3 separate regions of the Cricetulus griseus genome follow, and all the other regions are linked to region 1. The links are chromatin contacts, called in public Hi-C maps. All regions are on one chromosome and are shown on one strand. Each heading gives the region's core, a stretch centred on a gene start, on an enhancer-like site or on the middle of the called end of the contact. The rest is flanking DNA. Distances are from core to core; before and after follow the strand shown. Region 1 holds the start of Skap2 (src kinase-associated phosphoprotein 2). Region 2 holds the start of Hoxa1 (homeobox protein Hox-A1). Region 3 holds the start of LOC100762131 (homeobox protein Hox-A4).

Region 1 (4,573 bases), core at 1,325-3,824:
GTGTTTCATACAAAAAGTCCATTTTCTGTTATTGCCTTTTTGATTTGGACTACTAGATGCTATACATTTTAAGGCAATTTTAATGGTTTCTTGTCTCGTGCTAACAAGAAGGACTTGTCATAATGAGGAGTGTAGACACTGTCCATTTGATCTACTCTGGAGAGCTGTCTATTTGATACAGAGCAAATCACCTCCATTCCTTTGTGGAATGAACTGAGTACAAATAAATAAAACATAAGAATAAAAATAAATGTGGTCAGTTCTATCTGAAGGCAACAAAGGATTGGGATATCTAGAGGCTCTTAATAAAAATGTGACAAGACAGAGAATAATATAAGACTAAAGTAAAGGGAGGAATAATTTTTCCTAGCATAAAGTGTCCACAGAAGAATTTCTTATTTAGGAAAGTGGATGATTTTGTGGTTTAATAACAGTTCTTAAATCTTTAAAGTCAGAAGAATAAAATTCACCTTTAACTCCACAAAAAATTAATTTTCAGCATTCTTCTTATAATTTATCACATTGATCATCTGGGTAGGAATTTTGGATTCCATTTTGGTTAAATAGACACTTTGAAGGTGTCTTTTTTTGGTTATTATTTCACATGTTTTACTTGAATGGTTAAATTTTTGTCTTTACTGTTTTGTAAGACAAGGGCACCTAAATATTCTAATTTTTCCTTTTAGAATTAGTACCTAGTATTGTTTCTTTGAGAATTATGTGTCAAAGTGCATTTTGAGTATTAGTTTTTATGAATACTATTTGAAAAAACTGATATTCACCTGGTACAGGGAATTGTACATGTTAAGTACAAGTTTTGATCTATTCTTTAACCCTGACATTTTTTGATGAAATATTCATAATAGCACTATTATTCTATATTAGGCTTAGGATTCCAGCTGGGGATGACACTTAACTCCAAATTTTCTTCTGTAAAAAATCGGAAATAGTAGTGAAATGTTTCTCAAAATCAAATCTCAACACAGCTTATATTTGTTTATTAGAGACTGTTTTTCTCTGGGGTAGAACTTGAGAATCCACACCTTAGTAATTTCTCTCAGTGATCCTAAGGCAGATTAAAGTATAAGGAACATTGGTCTAAAGAAAGCTGGAGGTGGGGAATAGTGGGGAGTGGGGGGGGGAGGGGGAGGGGGAGGGGAAGCTGGGTGTAGTAGCCCTTGCTTTTAATCCTAGCACTCTTGAGGTAGAAGCAGGCAGATCTCTGTGAGTTCAAGGCCAGCCTGGTTTACATGGTGAGTTCCAGAACAGCAAGAACTACACAGTGAGACCCTGTCTTGAAAATAGAACAATATTTAAAAAAGAAGCTGGAGTGTACAGGAATAAGCAATTTATATTTTGATTGGAGCTTTGACAACATTTGTACCTAGGAGAAATAATAAACGATAGCCACTGTCTCTATGAAGAGAAATGTGGGTAAAGTGATGTTCGTGTGTCATTTTGAAAATGATGTGCCAAAGGACAGATGGACGGTGCAACTTGGGGCATTTCAGTAGCCACTGTTCCAAGCACAAATTTACCAAAACAAGTATACAGGGGACACTCAAAATGTTTTGCTTTGTCAGTATCTACTTGAAGACTCCTATCAGCCTCTTCCCTATTCTTCAGTGACTCTGGTAGCTTCATTTGCTTTGATAACAAGCACTTCTACACAGTAGGTTTTAAGTGATTGTAAAAGTTAATGGCATTTGAATGCTATCATTTACACACACACACACACACACACACACACACACACACACACACACACACACACACACACAAGATTCTAATATAGCCAGAACTTGTCTTCTTGGGATTTAGATTAAACCTGTACCATTTAATGACAGAAGGCCCAGTCTTTGCTGACTAAATGAAAGAAAACATATTTTATATATTTATTCTCCTAATCACTACTAGCAATTAAAAAATACAGGTGGACAGCGGTACGGGTGGATTACTAGTAGTACCAACTTAACTCTCTGGGTGCCCGCCCCCAAATGGATAATGTCTGGGACTTCCATCAGAGCCAGGGAAATCTTTCACTCCAAGACTAGGGAGAAAAGTACTGTCAGGGCCAATCAGAACGCTCCGCCGTTTGCTTGGGGCTCTCAGGAAGGACTGGCGGAAATGAGACTTTATTGGCTTCAAACAGTTGGACAAAGGCGGTCATGCCAGTGGGGTGGTGGTGGGCACTTGCTGGTGGGCCACCAGACAAGGCGTGACCCGGTGGGAACGACCACTGCTCAGACGGTCCCTAAACAGGTAAGCGTGAAGCACCGCGGAGACGTCCTTTCCCGGAACCCTGGAGGCAGACCGAGGGGCGTCTGCAGCACCAGCACCAAAAATGGCGCGGACGCACTTCAAGGCCCGTCAGGTGACAGCGCTCCAATCCGCTGCCTGCCCTCTGCGGCCCCGCCTCCAGCGCCCCTCCGCGTGTGGGCGTGGCCTGCCCGGAGGGCATGTGGGCGTGGCCTGCCCGGAGGCGCTTTCTTTAGACTCTCAGAAAGCACGAGCTACGCAAGCGCAGTCGGGCTCCAAGCCCGTTCTCCCCGCCCCCTGTCCCGTGGCCCCGCCCCGTTCTCCCGGGCGGGGCGGGGCCCGGGGTCCGGCTACTGCTGGCTGGAGAGCCAGGGACTTCCTTGTTGCGAGCCTCGGCCCGGCCGTGTCCCGGCTCGTCGTGCTCACCCGGACGGCCAGCGCGAGTCTAGGGCCCGGCCACAGCCATGCCCAACCCCAGCAGCACGTCCTGCCCCGGCCTCCTCCCGGAGGAAATTAGGAACCTGTTGGCAGGTAAAAAGCGGGAAGGGGGCGGTGACACTGGGGGCGGGGGCGCGGGACGGCGAGCCGGTAGGGACAGAAGCGCTCAGCCTTCACCTGCCCGCCGTGGGGACGTGCCGAGTCGGGGGCTCAGGGAGCCGGGGTGCGGGGACCAGGAGGGAGTGGGCGTGTATGCTGAGACGTGCTGATCCTCCCCCGAGAGCCGGGAGTTGCGAGTTTCCCAGAGACCCGAAAGTGAGGGCGGGAGATGGGCAGCAAGTGTTGCTGAATGCATGCTTGAGAACTGCAGGCATTAGTTCCTGGGCGGCCGGGCCAGGAGGGAGGGGTGCCGCTGTTAGTTAGCAAGGACACTGTAGGGCTGCAGGTGTTGGGAGGTAGGAAGTGCAAAGGTGCTGTTTCCAAAAGATCTTTCTCTTGAACAGTCAGGTCAAACATGTTTACATTTTTGAAGTGTGCCTGATTTTCAAATGGCCACTGCCTCCAGCCTCAGTAACTATTAAAGGGAAAAGGGAAGGATGTGTTAAAAGTCCGACTTCCTGTGTCACGTGATGAAAGAACTTCGTCTTTTGCACCATCATCTTCCCCTTTTCGGTTTTACATTCCCATTTATAGGAACTTTGAAGAGTTGAACTGTGGTTCCTAGTGCTACTATGAACCTACTGTTAGCAATGTATGGAGGTGTGTATTTCCACTTAAGGATCAAGAAAAGCTCTATAGTTCTGTATCAAGTAGAGAATACCCCTTTTTAGAGTAGCTTAAGGCTTCCCTATCCTGATGGTCTTGGATACCATTATATACTTTGTCTTGTAGATGTCAGAATTCTGGAAATGGAATAATTTTAGTTTGGCTGTCTCTAAAAAATTTCTTCCAATACTGATCATGGATAACTGAATTAAAAAGTTTCTCCTAGATGTTGTAAGTTGTGTACTTTAATTGTTAAAAAGCGAGGCCACCTAAAATGTCACAATTCAACTAATAAGTTACTGTTGCAATAGTGTGAGAGCAAGCGTCATAATACCTTGTTAAATTGTTGGGTTGTGTGCATCATGAAGATGATGGAAAAATTCAAGTACATGTATGGATGCAGTCTTGTATTCGTATGAGCATGATGCAGGATGATGGTGTACTATGTCACTCTGAGAAATGCTTCTTGTCATTAACGAGTGTCATGAAGAAATGATGAAAGACCTATTGATGCTGATATAAGGAAGCGTTTTTTTTTTTTTTCATCATATGGGCACTTATAGGAATATCAGTTTTGTTTTACTTATAGTTAACTTTTTTTGTGGGGGGTCATCTTCTGGAATTGCATGTTTAGAAAAGTATCTTAATAACTAGATCACGAAAACTGTTTTATTCCACAATTGTTATTGTTTTCAGGTTAGTTATTCCAGGTCCATTTTTTTTTGTTTGTTTAAAAAATACCTCTGTTTAGCTTTTAAAGCTTGACAGCTCCCTTAGTAGCAAGTTACCATATGGATTCACAGTTATACTTCTAGCATAGTATGTATGCTGTGTGAACTGTAAGGCCCATCACTCTCTGAGCCTCATAGATTACAAGTGTTTTCTGTGGCTCTCTCTTGTGTCATGTAAACCAAAGCTCAGAATTACACATTTATCTGCTACTGCTAACTTTCTGTATATTTCTGCGGTCTGTTAAGTCAGAGGTTGTACTAGCACAGTTTTTGAAATTATCTTTTTATAAGATGCATGGGGGTTAAAACAAATCTTAAAACGATAAATGTTTATAGATTGCAAGTTTGCCTTACACTTTATTTTAGAAGATGCTCATGGA
Region 2 (4,268 bases), core at 712-3,211, 140 kb before region 1:
CTGCCCTCCCAAGACAACCTCCTCAGGGAGGTCTACCTTGCTTTCCTCTGATGATTCCTCAGGAGCTGAAGCTAAAGCAGGGGAAACTTTCCAGTCCTTGCTCCCCCTTAACCAAGCCTTGGGGGTGAGTCAAAGGTCACAGAGAAACACCACTCCTCAAATAAGTGGTTGCTACTGAGGAAGACCAGACACAAGGTCTACTTAGATCTCCCTGAGGATGGTCAGGTTTGGGACTGGGGGTAGGGGTGGAGGGGACCACAACTTCTATATGTGGAGAACAAAACAAAGTCTGAAGAGTGACCTCACATTTGAAAAGTGGCTGCTCTGAACAAAACTTCCTTTTTCTATAGACAGAGAACACCCAAACTCACACATAAATTACTCTGATAATTTCACGTCTAGAAGCATGGTCAGAATAAAACCTGTGCAGAATTGCTTGCAAGGTTTCTTAGGTGATCACTGACTTTCTCCTACTTAAGAACGCGTTCATTCTCTGTGTGGCCTTTTCTCTCTTCAAGCCTAGGGCTGACATTAAACCTAACAGTAAACAGCAATTACCAACACCATCAGCATCATCGTAGGGGTGAGGTTGATGGAAAACAGGACCCCTGTCCTGGGATGATGCTCACATTTGCACGTGTCTCTCTGGGGAGTGACCTGAAGGTTCACACAAGCAACTACACAGTCCGTTGGAAAGTATACAATCCACTCAGCCATCTGTCCACTGCCCCTCCCACCTGCCAGTCCCTCCCCACCCCCCAGACATGCAATAGGGGGCGGTGGCAAGAGGAGGTTTTCCCACTCCTAACAAGCAAGCCCCTTATGAAAGAGAGAAATGTGACGCGGGAGGTCAGCATACTTTGTAAGAACTGTGCGATCCGTCCTTCTGTCCCGTCCCTCCGTCCCTCTGAGGCCTACGCTGGAGCGAGCAAGCTCCTGGGTCTCTAAGAGCAGACAGAAGGCCTGCAGCTCAGGCTCGGCCCTCATGCCGGCCACGTCTGCTAGCGTCATCTTTCTCATCTGCCTTCCACCCTCAAACTCCAGCAGCAGAGTTGCTCCGGATCCTGAGGGACTACCAAGAGCAAAGCTGACTGACTGGGAAGGAGAAAGGGGAAGAGATCCAGAGAAGAGGGAGGGCAGAGAAGAGAGCAGACACCCGGACTTTCCCAGAGAGCTGGGTTCCTAGGGCTCCCCCGCCCCCCTGGGGTCGAATTACAGAAGCTCCCATAGCCACGCTATTGGCCCGTAGGAGTCAGGGCAGAGGGCTCTGAGACCCTCCGGATGAGGACAGTAGCTTCTTTTCTTTCTCTGGTCCCCATCACACCCACCCTGATTCCTCCCAGACAATCCTTTGCGCACGTCCCCCTACATTCCGAGGCGGGTGAGGCAGTGACGCAGCCTTGCCCTAGGCGCCTGGGTTCCAGGCTCAAGTCTCTGCAGGGACTGGGTGGTGGCGGCCATCCCGAGCTGAGGGGATGATGTGTGCTGGATTCCTACCCTTCCCACCCTGTTTGCTCCCGGCTCCGCCAGGGTCCTTGAGACCATGCAGAGAGCTCTGGCCTACCGAGGCCCGCCTCAAGAGAGCCGAGAGGCCTCGTCCCCTCTCACCTCTTGTCAGTTCAGCTTTCTAGGCTGGGTGGGGAAAGGGCCGCGGAGGGTCGCCTCCCATCCCCCACATCCTGGAGGCGGAGGCGAGCAGAGTCGGGCGCGCGCAGAAGTCAATCTCTACTCCCCTTGGCCCCAGTGCTCCAAGTCAGCTCTGGCAGCGGCCGGAGCAGCCGCCGCGGCCCGGGCAGCCTGGGGGGGCGACCGCGCGTCACCTAGACTGAGGAGCGCCGGGGATTTAAATGCCACTGAAACGGTGATCCATCACCGCCGCAGCCGGTAAACTTTCGCAGGCGGCTCAGCCATTGGTTGACAAAGTCACGTGTCCTTCCCCTTGAGTCCTCCGCCTTCCCGCCCCGCCTCTTGCGCACTGTACATTCATATCATTTTTCTTCTCTGGTCCCATGGAGGAAGTGAGAAAGTTGGCACGGTCACCCAGGGCTTCGCAGGACCCAGTCACTCAGTGACAGATGGACAATGCAAGAATGAGCTCCTTCCTGGAATATCCCATCCTTGGCAGTGGCGACTCCGGGACCTGCTCTGCGCGAGCCTACACCTCTGACCATGGGATTACAACTTTCCAATCCTGCGCGGTCAGTGCCAACAGCTGCGGCGGCGACGACCGCTTCCTAGTGGGCAGGGGGGTGCAGATCAGCTCGCCCCACCACCACCACCATCACCACCCCCAGCCGTCTACTTACCAGACTTCTGGGAGTCTGGGGGTTTCCTACTCCCACTCGAGTTGTGGTCCAAGCTATGGCGCGCAGAACTTCAGTGCGCCTTATGGCCCCTATGGATTAAATCAGGAAGCAGACGTAAGTGGTGGGTACTCCCCGTGCGCTCCCGCTGTTTACTCTGGAAACCTCTCATCTCCCATGGTCCAGCATCACCACCACCACCACCACCAGGGTTATGCTGGGGGCACGGTGGGCTCGCCTCAGTATATCCACCACTCTTATGGACAAGAGCACCAGAGCCTGGCCCTGGCCACGTATAATAACTCCTTATCCCCTCTCCACGCCAGCCACCAAGAAGCCTGTCGCTCCCCTGCTTCAGAGACGCCTTCTCCAGCGCAGACCTTTGACTGGATGAAAGTCAAAAGAAACCCTCCCAAAACAGGTGAGTCCTGCCGGCTGGCAAACAAATGTTGCTTGATTTTGAAAGGGGCCGGTGCGCTTAGTTTCCTAGGAAAGTTAATGATTTTAAAAGATGGGTTCTTGCTTCTGTCTAGTGTCTTCTGGAGTTATAGTGTGTGGTGTAGGATGCCCAGGTGTGTTGGGGCAAAGCAGTTTCTGGACCTGGCATTTTCAAAGGGGCTGATGCTTCAGTGGTCTAGAAGTAGGAAGCGTGTGTGTGTGTGTGTGTGTGTGTGTGTGTGTGTGTGTGTGTGTGTGTGTGTGTGGTGTGGTGTGGGTGGGAGGTGTCGGTGGTGGTGGAGTTTTGTTAATATCTACAGGCTCCATTAATCAGAAGCCTGACCACGCTAATGGTTGACTTCAGGTTAACACTTTACATACACATCGTTTGTCACTAGAGCTTCCCAGCTGGGTTTGTGCTGAGCAGTTAACCGAATGTTGCCCCGAACATTGGGCAATCGGATAAGGGTTAAAGAATTTTTACCTTTTCCTCTCTTCCTCCGTTACCCCAGGGAAAGTTGGAGAGTATGGCTATGTGGGTCAACCCAACGCAGTGCGCACCAACTTCACCACCAAGCAGCTCACGGAGCTGGAGAAGGAGTTCCACTTCAACAAGTACCTGACACGAGCGCGCAGGGTGGAGATAGCCGCGTCCCTGCAGCTCAACGAGACCCAGGTGAAGATCTGGTTCCAGAATCGCCGCATGAAGCAGAAGAAGCGTGAGAAGGAGGGGCTCCTGCCCATTTCTCCAGCCACTCCTCCTGGAAGCGACGAGAAAGCTGAAGAATCTTCTGAGAAATCCAGCTCCTCGCCCTGCGTTCCTTCTCCAGCATCATCTACCTCAGACACCCTGCCTACCTCCCATTGAGGCCACTCCAGCCCAGCTCCGTAGTCCAGGCTTCTCCCTGGGCTAGGGTTTCTTACCCAAAGCACATCTCTAGCTTATCTTTCTTCCTTTACAGTCTCTCTTTTTCTTTCTGGTCCAATCCAGAGAGCTCCTGGGCAACATAATGTAGTTCCATAGAATTCTGGAGACTTGGTTGTAAATTAAATCCTTAATCCACATCGGGTGCCCATATCAATTTCTGGTGGCCCCCAAAATTCCTTCCTCACTGTTGTGAGAGTTTTTTTTACACAACCCATGGTTCCTTTCAGATGTCCCTTGGAGGACAGTACCCTTTGCCAGCAGGCATTTGAAGAAGGGAGGCATCTCACCTTTTATCTGTATATTGTTCTTCTCTACCTGGCTCTTAAGTAGGACACACAAAAAAGAGAGTATCCAAAGGCTCATGAAGAAGAGATTGACTGAGTGTGTTTACACAATTAATTCACCCCTTAACTTTCTCTTGAGAGATTTATCTTTATACAGATTTTCTAGAAACATGCAGAACTATATCAAACAGGGTGGGCAAACTTCCAAAACTGGTGATTATGGGTGGACAAAAAAGGGGGGACCCTGGCATTCAAACAGAACCAGATTCCTCAAAAGGTAGCCTCAATTTGCTCTTGCAGAGTCAAGAAGGCCTG
Region 3 (4,700 bases), core at 314-2,813, 180 kb before region 1:
CCAGCATTTAGTAGCCCAAATGAGCAAGCGATATAAATGAAGATAGACCTGACATTCTTCTTCTTGAAGTGTCTCCAGGCTTGGGTTTATAACTTTCCTTGTCTTTGACACTCACTTGTGAGAAGGTTGTTGGTTTCTCCTGCTGTCTGAAAAATCAACTAGGTGCACCAACTCAAATATTTTTGCTTTGTATGTCAACATGAGAGTTATGCTAGTTTGCACTGTTTTACTATCATGCAAAGGGGATCTAGCCGTGTCTGCTGCTATTCAGAAGAAAGGGAACACAGTAAGAATGAAGCATCAGGGTTTACTTCAAAGATCAACATTAGGTGGAATTAATAAGTAATTTATTTGTTAATGATGACATAAATAGTTTACCCATCAAATTTCAATTACCAAATGGCAGACAACAGTCCCCTCTCTCTCCTTTCCGGAGCTACTGATATCGTTAATATGCTAATTTTCAGCAATTCAGAAATTACAGACTGTCCTGTAAATATAAGCCATTGCCACAGCCTGAAGAAGGAGCATCCAAAAGGTGAAGGAGGGGAAAAAAAAAGTCAGAAGACCGGTTGACGATCAGACCCGCAAGGGTCTTATTCTATCTCAAGCTTGTTTTTGTTTTTTTGTTTTTTTTTCTATGATAAGAAGTTACTGGATTCAAAGCCGGGTTTTGTGCAGGCGTTGCCTCTCCATTCCCATTCTAGGGTGGAGGTCTCACAATAGCGCCCAGTAAAGGAGGCGTGTTTAGCTCTCTCGTCAGCACCTCCAAAGAGTAAATGAAAAAATGCTGTACAAATTCTGCCTCTGGAAAAAAAGAAAGAAAAAAATTTAAGCATCCACGAGGTTTTACTGGAACGCCCTCGCTGTGCGTCTCTAACTGGATTGTTCAGCGGCCCATTCCACCCACCCTTCCTGTGCAGCGGCTCCAGGCCGGCTTCGCACAGCAGGGGCTCCCCAGCGGCCGAGGGGATGTGCAGAGGGTGGGTCAAGAATCAACGCGCGCGCGGGCGAGGAAAATGGGTCTGTAGGCCTGCTTCGTTTTATCCCGGGGCTAGGACAGAAAGCCAGGGTCTGCCTCTTGGTCCCAGTGTCCTTCCCTGTCCTGGAGGGTCTCGAACCCTCGGAGGATCACCCGAGGCCTGGATGGACGGGAGGTCAGCGCTGAGCCGTGGAGACCAGCTGCCCCCAGGCCTAGGGCAGACGTGGGCAGGGAGAGGGCTCCAAAGCGCCCACAGCCTAACAGGCCCCGACTTCTCAGCCGGAGTCCAAGTTGGGGGGCCTCGAGGAACCCAAGCCCCGACTTGCTCCTCCCGCCCGCCCGCTCGCCCGCCCGCCGGCTCGCCCGGGCGGAGAGCCGCATCCATCACGCCCCCGCGCGTTTCCTGATCCGGGTCCGCGCGCGCGGATCGCCCATTGGCCGGGTCGCGGCACGTGGGACGCGGGGCGGGGCGCGCGCGGGGTGCGCGCGGGGGCGGGGGAAGAGCGGCTCGAACTTCGGCGGCGGCGGCGGCGGCGGCGGGAGGGGGAGGGCGAGCGTTTGACAGCGGGGGGAGGGGCGGCGCCGGGGATGGGTTGGGGGGGATGGGAAGCGCGGCGAGAGGGGGAGGGGCCTCGGCGAGCGCAGAAAAACGACACCGCGAGAAAAATTAGTATTTTTGCACTTCACAAATTAATGACCATGAGCTCGTTTTTGATAAACTCCAACTACATCGAGCCCAAGTTCCCTCCCTTCGAGGAGTTCGCGCCGCACGGCGGCCCGGGCGGTGGGGACGGCGGCGCGGGCGGGGGTCCCGGCTTCCCGCGGCCCCAGACCACCCCGCACCTGCCAGCCCCGAACCTGCACGCTGCCCGCCAGGCCCCGCCTACTACGCGCCGCGGGCGCGCGAGGCCAGCTACCCCGGGGCCTGTACCCCGCGCCGCTCCTGGCCGCCGCGCGCGGCGCCCGCGCGACCCGAGCAGACCCGGCCCCCGGCGCGCACCCAGCCCGGCCCGCAGCCCCCCGCGCCCCTCGCACTGCGCTCCGGGCCCTGCCACCCCGGCTGTCGCGACGGGGGGCAGCGCCCCCGCGTGCCCGCTGCTACTGGCGGACCAGGGGCCGGTGGGCCCGAAGGGCAAGGAGCCCGTGGTGTACCCCTGGATGAAGAAGATCCACGTGAGCGCCGGTATGTGGCGCCGCCGGGTGGGCAGCGGGCGCGGGGGCGCGGGGCAGGGCGCGGGAAGGGACCCCCCCCATCTGGCCCGCGCTTTGGCTGTGGGTGTGTGCACGCTGCCCGAATCCTGGTCCCAACGTGAGAACCCTTTTGTACCCAGGGTCCCTTTATCTCAAGATTTACGAGACGCCAAACTGTTAGGGCAGTAATTATAGCCCCCATAAATTTAATTGCCCTGGCAGAGGCTCCGGGCCATGTGTCTTTGAAGCTTTTCTTCAGCCCCAATGCCCAGCACCATTCTTTATGGCTCTCGGGTGTTTCCCGTTGTCAATAGCCTGTGAAACATTTTCTTTGCCGTTTTATGTGTCTTGCGTGAACTTGGTGTCAGGTTATTATATAATGATGATGTCCAATTGCTCTTCTCCACCCTATCTCCTCTCTCCTTCTCTTCCACTCCCTCCTCCTTGGCCTTCTCCTTCCGGGGTTCTGGCGTTCAGTCAACCCCAGTTATAACGGAGGCGAGCCCAAGCGCTCTCGAACAGCCTATACCCGGCAGCAGGTCTTGGAGCTGGAGAAGGAATTCCACTTTAACCGCTACCTGACCCGGCGGCGCCGCATCGAGATCGCTCACACGCTCTGCTTGTCTGAGCGCCAGGTCAAGATCTGGTTTCAGAACCGGCGCATGAAGTGGAAGAAAGATCACAAACTTCCCAACACCAAGATGCGATCTTCCAACCCTGCATCGGCCCCTGCCGGCCCGCCTGGAAAAGCACAAGCCCACAGCCCCCACCCCCATCCCCACCCTCTCCCTGACGCCTCCACACCCATTCCCTCCTCCATGTAGTCATCTGAGGACCTAAATCAGTTCCTGTCACTTACCTGCCCTTCTCTCCTGCTCCTATCCTCATCCACTCCTCCCCAAGAAAACCATGACAGACACCAAAACAAAATTCAACTTGGTGGAAACCATAACCAAAAAGAAGATATTATCCCTGGTAAGTGTCTGTGTAATCCCCAAGAGGACAGATGTCCTGGACACTGCCTAGTGGAACAACCTGCTGACCTGGACAACCTTGCCAGGGGTGGAAACCTGTGAGGAAGCGCTTATCATGGAATGGCTTTGAGTCAGCAGGACAGCACATGCTGACTGGGGACATGCACTTGTATCGTTGTGACAAGCAGAAGAAGCAGGCCCTTTCCCAGCTTCCAGTACCTTCCTCTTCTACATTAAGGCAGCTCACATGAGCTTTACTGAGTAGACATTGTGGACCTCACCAGATTATTTAATTCTCAAAATGTGTAGAACTCGATGGTAGGTGTGGCATGTAGTTTCCTCTCCTTGCATTTATTTAAAATATTGTTATAGAGATATGATTGTCTTATTCTTGGGCACAATCTTGGGGGAGAGGGAAATGCATTTAGACCCACTTGCAACTGTACAAAGTGATATGGCTGTGTAAAAAGGAATGTGCTAAGAATAAACATTTAAAAAAAACATTAAGAACCTAGGAGATAGATTTGTGTGTATTCCAAGCTTTTCATAAAAACAAAACAAAACAAAAACCAACTCCTCTTGGTGGAGATATTTAACCTTGTGTGCAGAAGCCTTGTAGACAGTGTGAGCCAGGGTCACACTCTGAATACTCTCAGAATTAGTGTCTGTGTGTGTCTTCAACTTGATCTCAATTCTTGTCAAGCTTGACCCACTGTGGAAATGTTCCAAAAAGCAGAAGGCTCTTGAGTCCTGAGAGGGCTCCTCTTCTTTCCAAACTTGGCCAGGCGTTCAGGCTTCAAGTCTCTGTAAGGCATAGAAACATGTCTGTCCCTGCAATGAAAGGTGAAACCGGGCTGAGCAGAGGCCCAGGAGTTTCTGCAGCTGTTCCACGGGATGAACTCTGGGCACACTTGGAAAGAGCAGCCCCTTGGCATTTGTTGCACCTTCACACTTAATCTGCCTGTTTCCCTGGAGATAAAAAATAGTTTATGCAAAGGGTTGAGATTGCTGTTTGGTTTTTGGCTGATCTTAAAGTCTTCTCGCTGAGCACAGTTTGGGAATTCTTGTTTGCTTCTCTAGGAAGAGCTTTTAGAGTAAAGTGAACTTTCCCACCACACTCTCCAAAGTATCCTCTGAGGGAATAAGAAACATAATGACACCCCAAAATACACCCTGAGCAAGGTCATTTTGGAAGAGTTTACTGTTGGGAGAAAGCCAAACTCTGATTAGGGTCACTTTCCTCAGTGCTTTAGGGGTGTTTCTGTGCATACCCAGAGAGCTAGATCTAAAGGGTGGGGAAAAATTGAAAACTCACCTCTCAATCTCTGTATCCCTGATATTTGTTCATTGGTTGAAATTTGGTACTCAGGCATTACACACACACACACACACACACACACACACACACACACACACACACACACACACACTGCACAGAGTACTGCTAGAACTGCCACCTGGCCTTGAAACACTTCAGTGAATGTATGAGAAGGAAGGGATGCTCACCTACTTCTGTAATATCAGAGGAGATTTAAAGCCATTTCCATAAGCGG

Evidence for each region. Hi-C and Micro-C count contacts between places; a contact is called where the count stands out from the background.
Region 2: a Hi-C map of fibroblasts shows a contact between it and region 1, with 5 times the contacts expected there. The contact joins the promoter of Hoxa1 here to the promoter of Skap2 in region 1. A contact is called at or near these places in 2 of 8 Hi-C or Micro-C datasets (the CHL-YN cell line and fibroblasts).
Region 3: a contact with region 1 is called in a Hi-C map of fibroblasts, with 4 times the contacts expected there. The contact joins the promoter of LOC100762131 here to the promoter of Skap2 in region 1. A contact is called at or near these places in 4 of 8 Hi-C or Micro-C datasets (the CHK-Q cell line, the CHO-K1 cell line, fibroblasts and 1 more).

Annotation. Positions count from the first base shown.
Region 1 is chr8:89,328,859-89,333,431 of CriGri-PICRH-1.0, forward strand. It overlaps Skap2 (src kinase-associated phosphoprotein 2), which reads left to right and starts at 2,575. Exons shown (of 13, transcript XM_027429626.2): 1 at 2,575-2,790. The coding sequence starts at 2,724.
Region 2 is chr8:89,186,025-89,190,292 of CriGri-PICRH-1.0, forward strand. Hoxa1 (homeobox protein Hox-A1) reads left to right here and starts at 1,962. Exons shown (of 2, transcript XM_027429633.2): 1 at 1,962-2,724; 2 at 3,254-4,268. The coding sequence starts at 2,076. The coding sequence ends at 3,609. LOC103161127 (a long non-coding RNA gene) reads right to left here and starts at 1,746. Exons shown (of 2, transcript XR_003487720.2): 1 at 1,609-1,746.
Region 3 is chr8:89,152,736-89,157,435 of CriGri-PICRH-1.0, forward strand. It overlaps LOC100762131 (homeobox protein Hox-A4), which reads left to right and starts at 1,564. Exons shown (of 5, transcript XM_027429635.2): 1 at 1,564-1,856; 2 at 1,859-1,900; 3 at 1,903-1,983; 4 at 1,986-2,165; 5 at 2,651-3,654. The coding sequence starts at 1,571. The coding sequence ends at 2,997. The region is part of intron 2 of Hoxa3 (homeobox protein Hox-A3); the gene reads left to right.